Regions from separate parts of the Mus musculus genome. Here regions 1, 2 and 4 are each linked to region 3. A link is a contact called in public HiChIP or PLAC-seq, Micro-C and promoter capture Hi-C data. All regions are on one chromosome and are shown on one strand. The core of a region is the stretch at or near the end of the contact, and the rest is flanking DNA. Distances in the headings are between cores, read along the strand shown. Region 1 holds the start of Ccl17 (chemokine (C-C motif) ligand 17). Region 2 holds the start of Pllp (plasma membrane proteolipid). Region 3 holds the start of Kifc3 (kinesin family member C3). Region 4 holds the start of Cfap20 (cilia and flagella associated protein 20).

Region 1 (2,776 bases), core at 75-2,574, 330 kb before region 3:
TGGCCTGGGAAGACCTCTTAGTCTGGGAGAATGAGCAAATTTAGTGATGCTGTGGCCGTAGGGCAGGATTGAAGGAAAATGGAGATATGAGAAGGGTAAGGGGCCCCCTCAGCCTGGGTCTGTGTTTCTTGCTGACTGAGAGCCAAAAGTTCTAACAAAATGGCAGGAGGAGCTGGGGTGTGGCTCAGGTTGTAGAGTGTCTGCTAGCACATGAGTGCAAAACACCTATGCACACAAATGTAATAAATAAATGTTAATAAATTAAAATTTTAAAGAGTAAAACACACGGCGGCACATGCCTTATCTGTGAGACACTCTGGGTCACACTGCAAAGCAGTGACATTTCCCTTTATTGTGATAGCGTCTCACCAGCACCTGTGAACCCCGGTAGCTCAGGCTGGCCTCAAACTTGGAACCTTCCTACATCAGCCTCCCCAGTAGCTGGGATGCCGGTTCTTTTTCTCAGTAAACCCTGGCTTTGCTTAATAGTGACTTGTCCTGAAACTCTTTTCTGGGCACTGTTGTTAACAGTCTGGGTATGCTGAAAATTCACACAGATTTCTTAACAGTCTGCTTAAGGCCTGGGGATGCTCTATGGGCTTCTAGGGCAGCCTCTGGCATGCAGCTCCTATAGAGGTGAGCATCGCCCCCCCCACACACACACACACCATTCATTCTGCTCATAACAGAAACGAGGTGGTGCTCTATTTCTGGGAGCTGAGCTTTCCAACCCACTAAAGCACACATGCAGATACACCGTGATTAAAGCCCCTCTCAGCTTAGCCTCCTGGGGTAAGGGCCAGCCTGGGGAAGGACAGGAAGACAGGCTCAGCTTCAGCTGAACCTCTGGGTTCCCCAAAATAGGGTGGGACTAGGCCTCTTCTACTGAACATCCCTGTAACCTGCTCACCCTCCTGTGGACCTTCTGGACCCCAGAGCCCTGACTGGCATAGTCCCTATGATCTCTGTTTGGTCCCCTACCCTGCCTCCACAGGGTACCAGGCACAAAGGAAGTTCACCAGTACTAGGACAAGGGATGAGATGAGTTGAGGCTGAGGCCTTGGATCCTGCTAATAGAGGAACCAAGAAATGTTCCCTTTGAAAAGAGAAGTAAGTCATTGCCCTTACCCCAGACACAGACCCCCTCCCCTGTCCCGAGTCGAGTGACCATTCTCTGGAAAGCCACAAACATTCCCAAGCTGGGCTTCTACTAAGTTATCTCAAATTCTTTGAATTTCTCTAGTCTGGAAGGATTATAGGAGGGGACAGGAAGCGTGGGATAACCTCCAGAGAGGTTAAATAGGTCACCTCAATGCTGGGCACCAAGACAGGCAGAAGGACCCATGAAGACCTTCACCTCAGCTTTTGGTACCATGAGGTCACTTCAGATGCTGCTCCTGGCTGCTCTGCTTCTGGGGACTTTTCTGCAGCATGCCAGAGCTGGTAAGAGCCGGGCACAGACAGGATAGGGCAGATGGGAACCATTCACCCACACAGAGACCAAGGCAGAGACACAAGCTGTGTGACTTATACCCTGTCTGTTCTTAACAGGGGTCACCAGGGGGTGGCCACAGGAGCACTGGAGGGAGGATAATGGTTCTGAGGATGCTGGGATGATGTCAGGTGCCTGACCTGGACACATACCTTATTCTGAGATGTTAGGACATAGTGGCCTTGATTGTGGGCTCATGATGCAGAACGAACGATTCTCAGAATCGCTACCATTTGTTTCATTAATGGGCTTCATGTATCATCAGGGAACAACATAACAACGGAGCATTGGTTCCAAGAATGTATGAAAAGATTTTTATATTTAGTTTAGAACGGGAAGTTGAAATGAGGTTCCTAGATTCAGACAGCTGCATATGCAGACACACACAGATGAATATGCAAACTTGCAGACACAGGAGAGCACACACACACACCAAGAACAAACAGAATACAAAGTACATGCAGTCCCCACCCACAGGCTCACACAGGCATACATCGGAACATTCCATGGGTCCTCAGGCACATGGCCTGACTCTCAGGACACCTGCTTCCTATTGCTCTTCCAGCTCGAGCCACCAATGTAGGCCGAGAGTGCTGCCTGGATTACTTCAAAGGGGCCATTCCTATCAGGAAGTTGGTGAGCTGGTATAAGACCTCAGTGGAGTGTTCCAGGGATGCCATCGTGTGAGTATCCCTCTGTCCCACTCCTCTGCCTAGAACCCAGAGTGGGAAGTGGGTGGGCCTTGGAGTGCCCAGGAAGGCCACTGGGAAAGAAGGAAGAGAGGACAAGCCTGATTCCCCTAAAGGCAGTTTTGGGAACCCAGGGATACTCTTGTACCCCACACAGCTGAGGGGGTCCAACCTCTTTATGTATGGTGAAACTGAGTTTCCAAGATGGATAGGACATCCCAGGTAACAGAGCCAGTAGGCAGTAATACTGTCACCTCTCACTCTGGGTCTGAGCTGAGTAGAGACTAACACACAGCCTGAGGCTCTTTCTCTCAGGCTCAAGGTGCTCTGAGGAGAGAGGAGGCTAGGCATGAAGTCCTACTGCTCAGTGTTCAGGTCAATGCAGATGTGGCTGGTGGCCAAACCCTGAAGGCCTTCCTGGGCTCTTACTCACTGCTTTCTCCTACATAGGTTTCTGACTGTCCAGGGCAAGCTCATCTGTGCAGACCCCAAAGACAAACATGTGAAGAAGGCCATCAGATTGGTGAAAAACCCAAGGCCATGACCTTCCCGCTGAGGCATTTGGAGACGCCAGGGCTGCTGTCCATGGTTTCAA
Region 2 (2,700 bases), core at 184-2,683, 450 kb before region 3:
ATTGGAAGCCAGCTGTGGCTAAGAGGGAATTCAAGACCAATCTGGGCTATATGCGACTCTTGTCTCAAAAAAACAGAAACAAATTGAATCAAACAAAATAAATAAAACAAACAAGGCAATCACCAAGAGCCCAACACTCCAGGGTCGGCAGTGTCTGCGCGGCAGAGTTAAATTGGTCCCAGAAGAGAGCCTCATGCTACCCTCCCTGATCTCATCAAAACCAAACAGTACCCAAAACCACTCCAGGAGAAGACATTAAAATGCAAATTTCTTGCTGCGCTTTTGGAGATTCAAAGAGCAGTTTCACATTTTTTCCGGGGTTGGGGCCCAAGAATCTGAATTTTAAACAAACCCAGGGAGGAGACGGAGGGGGAAGGGGGAAGGGGGAAGGGGGAAGGGCGAAGGCTCACCAAGGAAGATCAGAAATCTCGAAACCAAGATAGTATGTATGCCCTAGGTGGAGATGGCCCAGGAAAGCCTCCCGACTCCCCAGCCCGGCCTGGCAGCCTGGCTCGAGGTGCCCACTGGAGGGATGATGACAGAAACAGATGCATGCCCACCTGCGGTGCTACCCTATTCCTCTACCAGCGGACCTCTCAGTTAATGGAGACCGTTCCCTAGGGGCAGCCACAGGCCTCCAGACCCTCGCAGGAGGGGACTATGAAAAGACAGCTGACATCTCAGAATGCACCCAATGGGAACGGGCAACTCTAGGATCTTCAGCTGGGACCTGCACAGAGTACGGGGGATGGCAGACACGTGGTTTCTTGCCTCTGCGAATCTCCACAGCCCAAGGAAGGAGATTCGACCAGCAGACCCTGGGTAGGTGCCCTGGTGGGAGCGCGCGTGTCAGAGCCACTGATGTGGTGTTCTGCCCTGTCCAGGAGGGCTACAGAGCGGTCGCATTTAGTGGTTAAAGCCGGGTGAAGAGGAGGGCAGTGGACTTTGCCCGGCGGAGAAAGCCAGGGCACGGTCCCAGAGGGAAGGGGGAAGGGTAGAAGAGAAGGGACAGACTGGCGGACAGTTGTGCGCAGCTATCTCAGCTACGGTATCGCCACGGTAACCACCCGGGTAGGGTGTGTATGGTCCCCTCCACAAGAGTCATGCTGTGCTCGCAGGGATGTCACACGAGCGTCCCCAGGTGCAAGCTTCCCGGCGATCTTGGGAGTGAGCGTCCCGGGGGTCCCCGGAGAGTCCCCCATCCAGTCCCCGAGCTACCCGGCTCACCAGCTGCAGAAGCGCGAGCACCCCAAGAGCGGAGCGCACGAAGCCCAGATCCGGTCGCAGCGCAGACACAGAGGCTCCCACGCCCTGCGCGGGGCTGCTGGTCCTCGTGCTCACTTTCGACGGGAACTCCGCCATAGCGATCGCGAGCCTACGACGCTCTGGCCGCGCTCCCGGCGCTGCTCCGGGGCTGCGACTGCGGCTCCGGCTGCTGGCGCTGCTTGGGTACCCTAGACAGAACTCACAGGTGCGCGAAGCCCAGCCCCGCTCCGCCCGAGGCCCCGCCCCTTCTTGAGGCCCCGCCCCTTAACCCTGGGTTCGCCTGTTTGGATAGAGATTTTGAAGAAGTCCGTAGACCGATCTACAGACAGCCAGGCAGGAAAAAATAAATCCAGGTAGTGGCAACTGCTGCTGTGACTGAATCTAACAGGGCGAGGCAGAGTGACCAGGAGATTTTTAGATGGTTGTTTTAGGGTCTCTATTACGGTGGTAGAAAACCATGACCAAAAGCAAATTGGGGAAGAAAGGGTTTATTTGTCTTATGCTTCCATATCATTGCTCATCACTGAAGGAAATCAGGACAGGAACTCAAGCAGGGCAGAGACCTGGAGGCAGGAGCCGATGCAGAGGCCATGGAGGGGTGCTGCTTACTGGCTTGCTTCCCCTGGCTTGCTCAGCCTGCTTTCTTATAGAACCCAGGACCCAGGGATGGCACCGCTCACAATGGACTGGGCCCTCCTCCATCAATCACTGAGAAAATTCTCTACAGGGCTTGCCTAGAGCCCGATCTTATAGAGGCATTTTCTCAATCCAGGTTCCCTCCTCTTGGATTGCTATAGCTTGTATTAAGTTGACAGAAAAGGAAGGAGCACATTAGTCAAGGAAGACCTGTCAGAAGTGGTGACATTTGTGCAGAGGCCTGAATCTGTGAGTAGGAGGAAACCTTGGGAGGATTTAAGTGAGGAGCAAAGGCGCAGTGGCAGGACCAACCTAGGCAGTTGGGGAAATAGAAAGCAGGTCCCCAAAGGGACTGGAGCTGAGCACATGAGGGTGACACTGACCCCCAGTGGGTAAGGACCAGGTCACAGAAGCTGTGTAGGTGACTGTACTATCCTATGGCTCCTTGTGACAACTTATCACAAGCTCAAGGTCCTAACAAAAGTTTCTTCTCAGTGATGGAGGCTAGATATGCAAAGGCATCATCACGGAGACACAGTCATGGTGTCCTGAGCTCAGGCAACCTCTGGGGTACTTTTGCCCACTTTTTGTCTTGAGACAGGAGATTGCTCTGTAATCCAGACTGACTTCATGCTTTTGACATTCCTCGTACCTCAGGTCTTTGCAGGCTGGGATTACAGATGACCTGCCGGCAGGGGATTCTGGTACCCTACCTAGCTCTGCCTCTCCTCGTATCATCAACTCTCCTCTTACTATGCACAAGATATCTCTCTCTCTCTCTCTCTCTCTCTCTCTCTC
Region 3 (2,700 bases), core at 133-2,632:
TGGTGGGTGAATGCGGAAGCTGTTTGGGGGAGGGGCATGTGCTTCTCTGGGTTTAGCTAAGGATGGTAGATCTGCCTTCCTCCTGTCTTAAACCAGAGACAGGGCAAAGACTCACTCTCTCTCTCTCTCTCTCTCTCTCTCTCTCTCTCTGTGTGTGTGTGTGTGTGTGTGTGTGTGTGTGTGTGTGTAGACCTCATAGTCACCTATACACCACTGCAGGGGATAGCTTAGTTCTCCTGGGTGAGCATTTGGGGGAGGGGGCATGGCTAGACTGGGTTAGGGTATCCCTGGCACACACATGTTCTGGTGCATCCAGATTTCAAATTTTCTGCTCTCTGGTACCCATACAGACAGCAGAACTTACCATCCCCAAACCCTGAAGTCCAACCACTCCAATACACAAAACCATTCTGGGACTGCATTCCTAGCAAATGACTCTCTCTAGCCAAGGAGACTGCCCCTTTATGAAGGGCATGGGGAATAAGTCCTACCAGACTAGGAAGGGCATTTACCCAGTCTGGGGCAGAAGGACACTAAGGAAGGTGAAGCTAGGGGTAGTCCCAAGGCCCAAGCTTGAGAAATGCATTAAAGTGTGTGTGTATGTTTTGGAAGGGTGACAAATACTACTTAAGAATTTAAATCCAGCTTCCTCTTTAAAATGTCTCAGGACCCGGCCTTTCACTGTGTCAGCCAGAGTTCTCCTGTTACTTGCAGTGGAAAGGCTGAGGGGACAGACAGCTTCTGGGCTCCCCTCCCTGCAGGGATTCCTCAGCCGCAGCTGTCAATGACTTGATCCCTCTCAGCTTGAGAGGGTATTTCTGAGGCCCTCCCTCCTAACCTAGGGGCTGCCGCACCCCACCTCGGGCCTTGCCCGGGGGATGGGGGAGAACTACTCGGGGGACACAGAGGGAGGGCCCAAACAGTAGCCTTCCTGGAAGCGACCCTTGCAGGGGGAGGGGGTTCACTGGTTGACCCGCAGCTCCCAGGTAGGCACTGCACATTCCCCCTCCAAGGAGTCGGTCTTGGTGGCGCTACCCCAGAGGCTGTGCCACCCTCACGCCCAGGTCTCTGCAAGATCCTCCGGTTGGACCAATACAGTGGGAGCCCCGCGCTCAGCCGGGTCTCTTGGGGCCTGATCGCAACACCCACCGGGTCGGGGAAAGAGGGGGTCCTCAGGCAGGGCGGGCGCGGCGCCCAGCAGGAGCGCCGGGAGGAGCCCGTCCCATTCCACCCCCAGCCTGCCGGGACCCGACTCACCGGCCTAGCGGAGACAGGATCCCAGCGCCGCCACCGCAGCGCCCCGGGCTCGGCCCGCTCCGGCCGGCTCCGGCCCGCCCGCCCGCGCGAGGCAGCTCCACGCCGCCGCCGCTGCCTCCTTGGCCCGCCCCGTGCCCGCCCCTCCCGCACTTTCCACAGGAAATGATTAACTCAGGCCGCGGCGCGTTCCCATGGTAACGGGCTCGGGAGGGGGGCACGCGCACTCTCGCGCACGCGCCCACCCCAGGCGCATGCCTCCCCTCTTATCCTACCCATCCACCCGACACAGGCTGGTACACCCTTGTGCGCACACCCACTGGTGCACGAGCCCAGGCGCACCTTGCCTGCCCCTTCCGAGCTGGCTCACACCCTCCACTGCACACCGCGTACCTGCACACTCGCCCTCACCCATTACTCCTACCCAGGAGTTAACGTTAACACTCACCCTCAAAACGGTTTGTACTCCACCCCAAACCCAGGTGCAGAAGTTTCACGCACGCCAGCTAGGATCCACACACAACTGGCACACACACACACACAGACTCACATCTTAATACATTTCCTCACACAAGCTCTTGCACGCGAGATCGAGCACACGCATACCACACGTTCACCTGCTCTGTTACACAGGCGTGCACCCTCTCTCTGTGCCCAGCCTGGCATCCTGCCTTGCCAGCTGCACCCCTGCACCCCCAACCAATAAATATTTTCTTGAGCAGCAGGCTTGGGGTTTGTTAAGGTAACGCATTCCCTTAAGCTCCGGCAAAACAGCTCCACCGTCTGTCTTTAAAAGCTCCTTCCTGGGGCGTCTAGGAGCCACTGAAGAGGCCTGGGGGAGAGAAGGCTCAGGCAGCCAAGAGAGACTGCTGACCCAAAGGAGCCACTCTGTTCTTTGTCTCCCAAACAGAGAGGCATTTATTCCAGCCCCAGTATGCCCACTCCGGAGTGCGGAAGGAGAATGTGCCACAGGAGCCTGTCCCGCAGAGGCTGATGGTCCCCAGATAACCTGAGGAGGGTGAGGGTCTACCCCTTCAGGCTTGCCAGAAATGGCCTAGGAGAGACCTAGGGAGGGCCTTGCTGCCTCCTCTGGGCCTGCTTCCCGCTTCCGCTGCTGAGCCACGTGTCAAGAATCTGGAGCAAAAACAGAGACAAGGACTTAGGCCCCACAGGGTGCCTGGTGCCAGGCCAGGCCTGGCCAGTAGGCCCCCAGCTGGAAGCAAGCACTGTCTCATCTATTGAAGGCTCTATTCGAGGGGAAGGGGTGTGTCCTGCATTTAAGTTTGCATATAAAAGGAGAAACCTTGTCTTCCTTAAGGATTGGGACACTGACATAAACTTCAGTTTCCTTCTAGCAAAGCCAAAGTCAGGTTTTGTTTTGTTTTGTTTTAACTAATAAAAACATTTATTGTTCTCTTTTCTCCAATTAGAAAAGTAATGGATGTT
Region 4 (2,700 bases), core at 2-2,501, 290 kb after region 3:
CAAAGCTGTCCTCAGAACACACGACTGCCTAGCAGTGACAAACAGAAGGCAATGCAGGTACTCTGTCAACCACTGTGTGTCTCAAAGCCCTTCTCTGTGAATTAGGAAAGACATTGTTCTAGTCCTACTACGAATAATCTTGACTTACTCCACCCATTCTATATACATCTCTATGAACACCACACTAGGCATATCACCTCTCTCCATCTTCCCCAGCCGAGGGCAGAACTAAAGATATTCCCTAAATCACCTGGCTTCCACATTAGAGTGACCACTTTATATTCAAAAACAAAACAAAACAAAAAAACGGTCCAGCTCACTGCCCCAGGAATCTTCATGAGAAAAGAAACGGCAAGGCATTTCATCTAGATCTTAATATCTCCAAAAGTGAACAGGGAAGGCCACCATCTCATGTGGCAAGCAAAAACACCATCCATTCTAGAGGACGGCTGGATAAAAATACAGAGGCTTGATACTGGCTCTCGAGAAGCCCCTAACAATCACCTTTTTGCAGGTTTCCCAATGGAGAAGGCCAGTACAGGAAGAATAGTACGGACTCTAAGTTACAGAGGGCTCGCAGCAAGTTCCAAAGGTTTGGCTGTCGACGGATGGAGCTAATGAATGGGATCAGAACAAGTCTGGCTTGGCCGGTGCTCAGGATGTCCGGGGAAAAGGCCCTCCGTATGGAGTGCAGCAACAGTGCTTGGCACCAGCGAACACATGCATGTCTTTCTTCAAAGTGCTATGCGTTTCAAGCTAGGCTGTGGGCACTCTGCCCCCATTCTACTGACCGGGACGTCAAGGCTCGGTAGCCACTCCATCACGTGGGCGGCTAGTCGGCCCCACCCCCGTCCCGCCCCCACCGCTCACCTTTTTGTCCCAGATCTGCAGGGGCTTGCTGCCGATGCTGTAGAGGATGGAAAGGAAGCCACTCTGGAACGTGTTCTTGAACATCTCGCCAGCCGCGGCCCCGCAGCCGCCGCCCTAGGCCCGGGATTGGAGATCGGCACCGAGCGGCGAAAGAGAGCGGGTGCCGCCGGTCCGAAGGTAGGACGCTGAGAGCTGCAGCCACTGACGGCGGGAAGCGGCGGCGTGACGCAGATCCGTAAGCCTCGGTGAGCACCGAGCCACCTCAGCACCGAAACCACAGCAACTGCCGCCCGCGCCGCCGAGCCTGCCGGAGAGGAGGCGGAGCGCCGCCTCGGCCCGCCACGGATCCCTCCGCACGCTTGGGCCCGCCCCTCGGAGGCGCATTGCCCAGTCCTGCCGCAGAAAGAACGGTTTCCGGTTCCTTCCGCCCTTAGGCCCGCCCCTTCCTGCCCCCTCGGGCGCGGAACTTGGTTGCCAAGGGACTATTCCCCGCCCCTCCCCGCCGGGGCCCAGACTTGGTTTAGAACAGCGGAAGGAGACTTTAAGTTTACCTCACGTGTTTACAGTGCCTGCGTGGTGTCATGGGAACCGGGAGGCGCGTGGAGGGGTGGAGTCATGCCAGACCCCTCCCCCGAAGGGCGGGAAGAGTGAGGAAGGTGGCTTTGTGCCAACGACAGATAAATATTATCCCTGGGTGTGTTGACTCCAGATTTTAATCCTAGTACCGGATTAAATCCCAGCAGAGGTAGAAAGATCTCTGAATTTGAGGTCTACATATCGAGCTCCAGGACAGCCAGGACTCAGAGACACCCTGTCGCAAAAAACAAATATTGGTTGGCCCAGGAGAACGTGTGAGCTAATGAACCAGTATTGATTGCCCAATTTACATCATCACCTTTAATTATCAAGTTACAGTGAATGAGCTGCTGTAAAAGCAATACTCTGGGGGAAAGCGTATCTCTTTAAATGCATTGATTCGAAAAGAAGAAAGCCGGAATATTAAGATATAAACAAAAATTAATAAAATCTTAAAAGTGGAATAGTTGAGTTGAACCGACAGCTGATTTTTTTAAAAAAAGTGTGTCAATTTCTGGAATATTGTAGGAAAGACATACGCTGTGTATTTCAAGTAGAAGGAAATCTCAAGTGTGGAAGACTTCCACCAGTCGCTGAGCGTCTTCCTAAATGGTGTTCCACCCAGGCCTGTGTTCTGGCGCACAGAAAAGAGTTTGAAGCACAGACGATCACTTTAGCAATTTTAACGATCATAGTTGCAAAGTTTACACATTTACTATGTGACGGGTATATGTGATGCCTTACCCTGTATTAACTCACTCTACCCTCACACCAAAGCTTTGAGTACTCCAGCCAGAATTTCTAGATATCGTGAAAACTATGTGAATCTATTACTATATAAAAATGAAACTTGTTATATGGAATTAATTTTTGCATGATATCTGGGAATTCTTTATGTACTCTAAGCCAAGTGAATAATTTATAGCTTGATTGTTTTTAAGTTGTTCAAAATATCCTCGGGGCTGGAGAGATGGCTCCGCTGTTAAGAGCACTGGTTGCTCATCCAAAGATCCTGAGTTCAATTCCCAGCAACCCCATGGTGGCTCACAACCATCTGTAATGGGAACTGATGCCCTCTTCTGGCCTGAAGGTGTACATACAGATAGAGAACTCAGAAACAAAACATAAATAAATAGAAATCTTAAACAAAATCCTCAGGAAAAAGATTCAAGATAAGAAATGATGGTATACACTGGAAGGAGAGGCCCATTGGACTTGCAAACTTTATATGCCCCAGTACAGGAGAACGCCAGG

What was found. Promoter capture Hi-C pulls out the DNA fragments that hold promoters and counts their contacts. A called contact is a pair of places that touch in the nucleus more often than the background predicts. HiChIP or PLAC-seq counts read pairs in DNA pulled down with a chosen protein or histone mark.
Region 1: an HNF4G HiChIP or PLAC-seq map of pancreatic cancer cells shows a contact between it and region 3. The contact joins the promoter of Ccl17 here to the promoter of Kifc3 in region 3. A contact is called at or near these places in 1 of 484 Hi-C or Micro-C datasets (the G1E-ER4 cell line), 1 of 115 datasets of contacts at active chromatin or transcription factors (pancreatic cancer cells) and 1 of 9 other capture datasets (liver).
Region 2: a contact with region 3 is called in a promoter capture Hi-C map of liver, with 1.9 times the contacts expected there. The contact joins the promoter of Pllp here to the promoter of Kifc3 in region 3. A contact is called at or near these places in 1 of 39 promoter capture datasets (liver) and 3 of 115 datasets of contacts at active chromatin or transcription factors (embryonic stem cells and pancreatic cancer cells).
Region 4: a Micro-C map of embryonic stem cells shows a contact between it and region 3, with 2.5 times the contacts expected there. The contact joins the promoter of Cfap20 here to the promoter of Kifc3 in region 3. A contact is called at or near these places in 1 of 39 promoter capture datasets (liver), 5 of 484 Hi-C or Micro-C datasets (embryonic stem cells, liver, psoas muscle and 1 more), 2 of 115 datasets of contacts at active chromatin or transcription factors (bone marrow-derived macrophages and pancreatic cancer cells) and 2 of 9 other capture datasets (adipose tissue and liver).

What each region holds. Positions count from the first base shown.
Region 1 is chr8:94,809,129-94,811,904 of GRCm38.p6, forward strand. It overlaps Ccl17 (chemokine (C-C motif) ligand 17), which reads left to right and starts at 1,325. Exons shown (of 3, transcript NM_011332.3): 1 at 1,325-1,443; 2 at 2,058-2,175; 3 at 2,632-2,776. The coding sequence starts at 1,344. The coding sequence ends at 2,725.
Region 2 is chr8:94,694,809-94,697,508 of GRCm38.p6, forward strand. It overlaps Pllp (plasma membrane proteolipid), which reads right to left and starts at 1,434. Exons shown (of 4, transcript NM_026385.4): 1 at 1,228-1,434. The coding sequence starts at 1,362.
Region 3 is chr8:95,141,175-95,143,874 of GRCm38.p6, forward strand. It overlaps Kifc3 (kinesin family member C3), which reads right to left and starts at 1,383. Exons shown (of 22, transcript NM_001372314.1): 1 at 1,258-1,383. All of the region lies in intron 1 of Gm31036 (a long non-coding RNA gene), which reads left to right.
Region 4 is chr8:95,433,618-95,436,317 of GRCm38.p6, forward strand. Cfap20 (cilia and flagella associated protein 20) reads right to left here and starts at 1,252. Exons shown (of 6, transcript NM_008187.2): 1 at 871-1,252. The coding sequence starts at 954.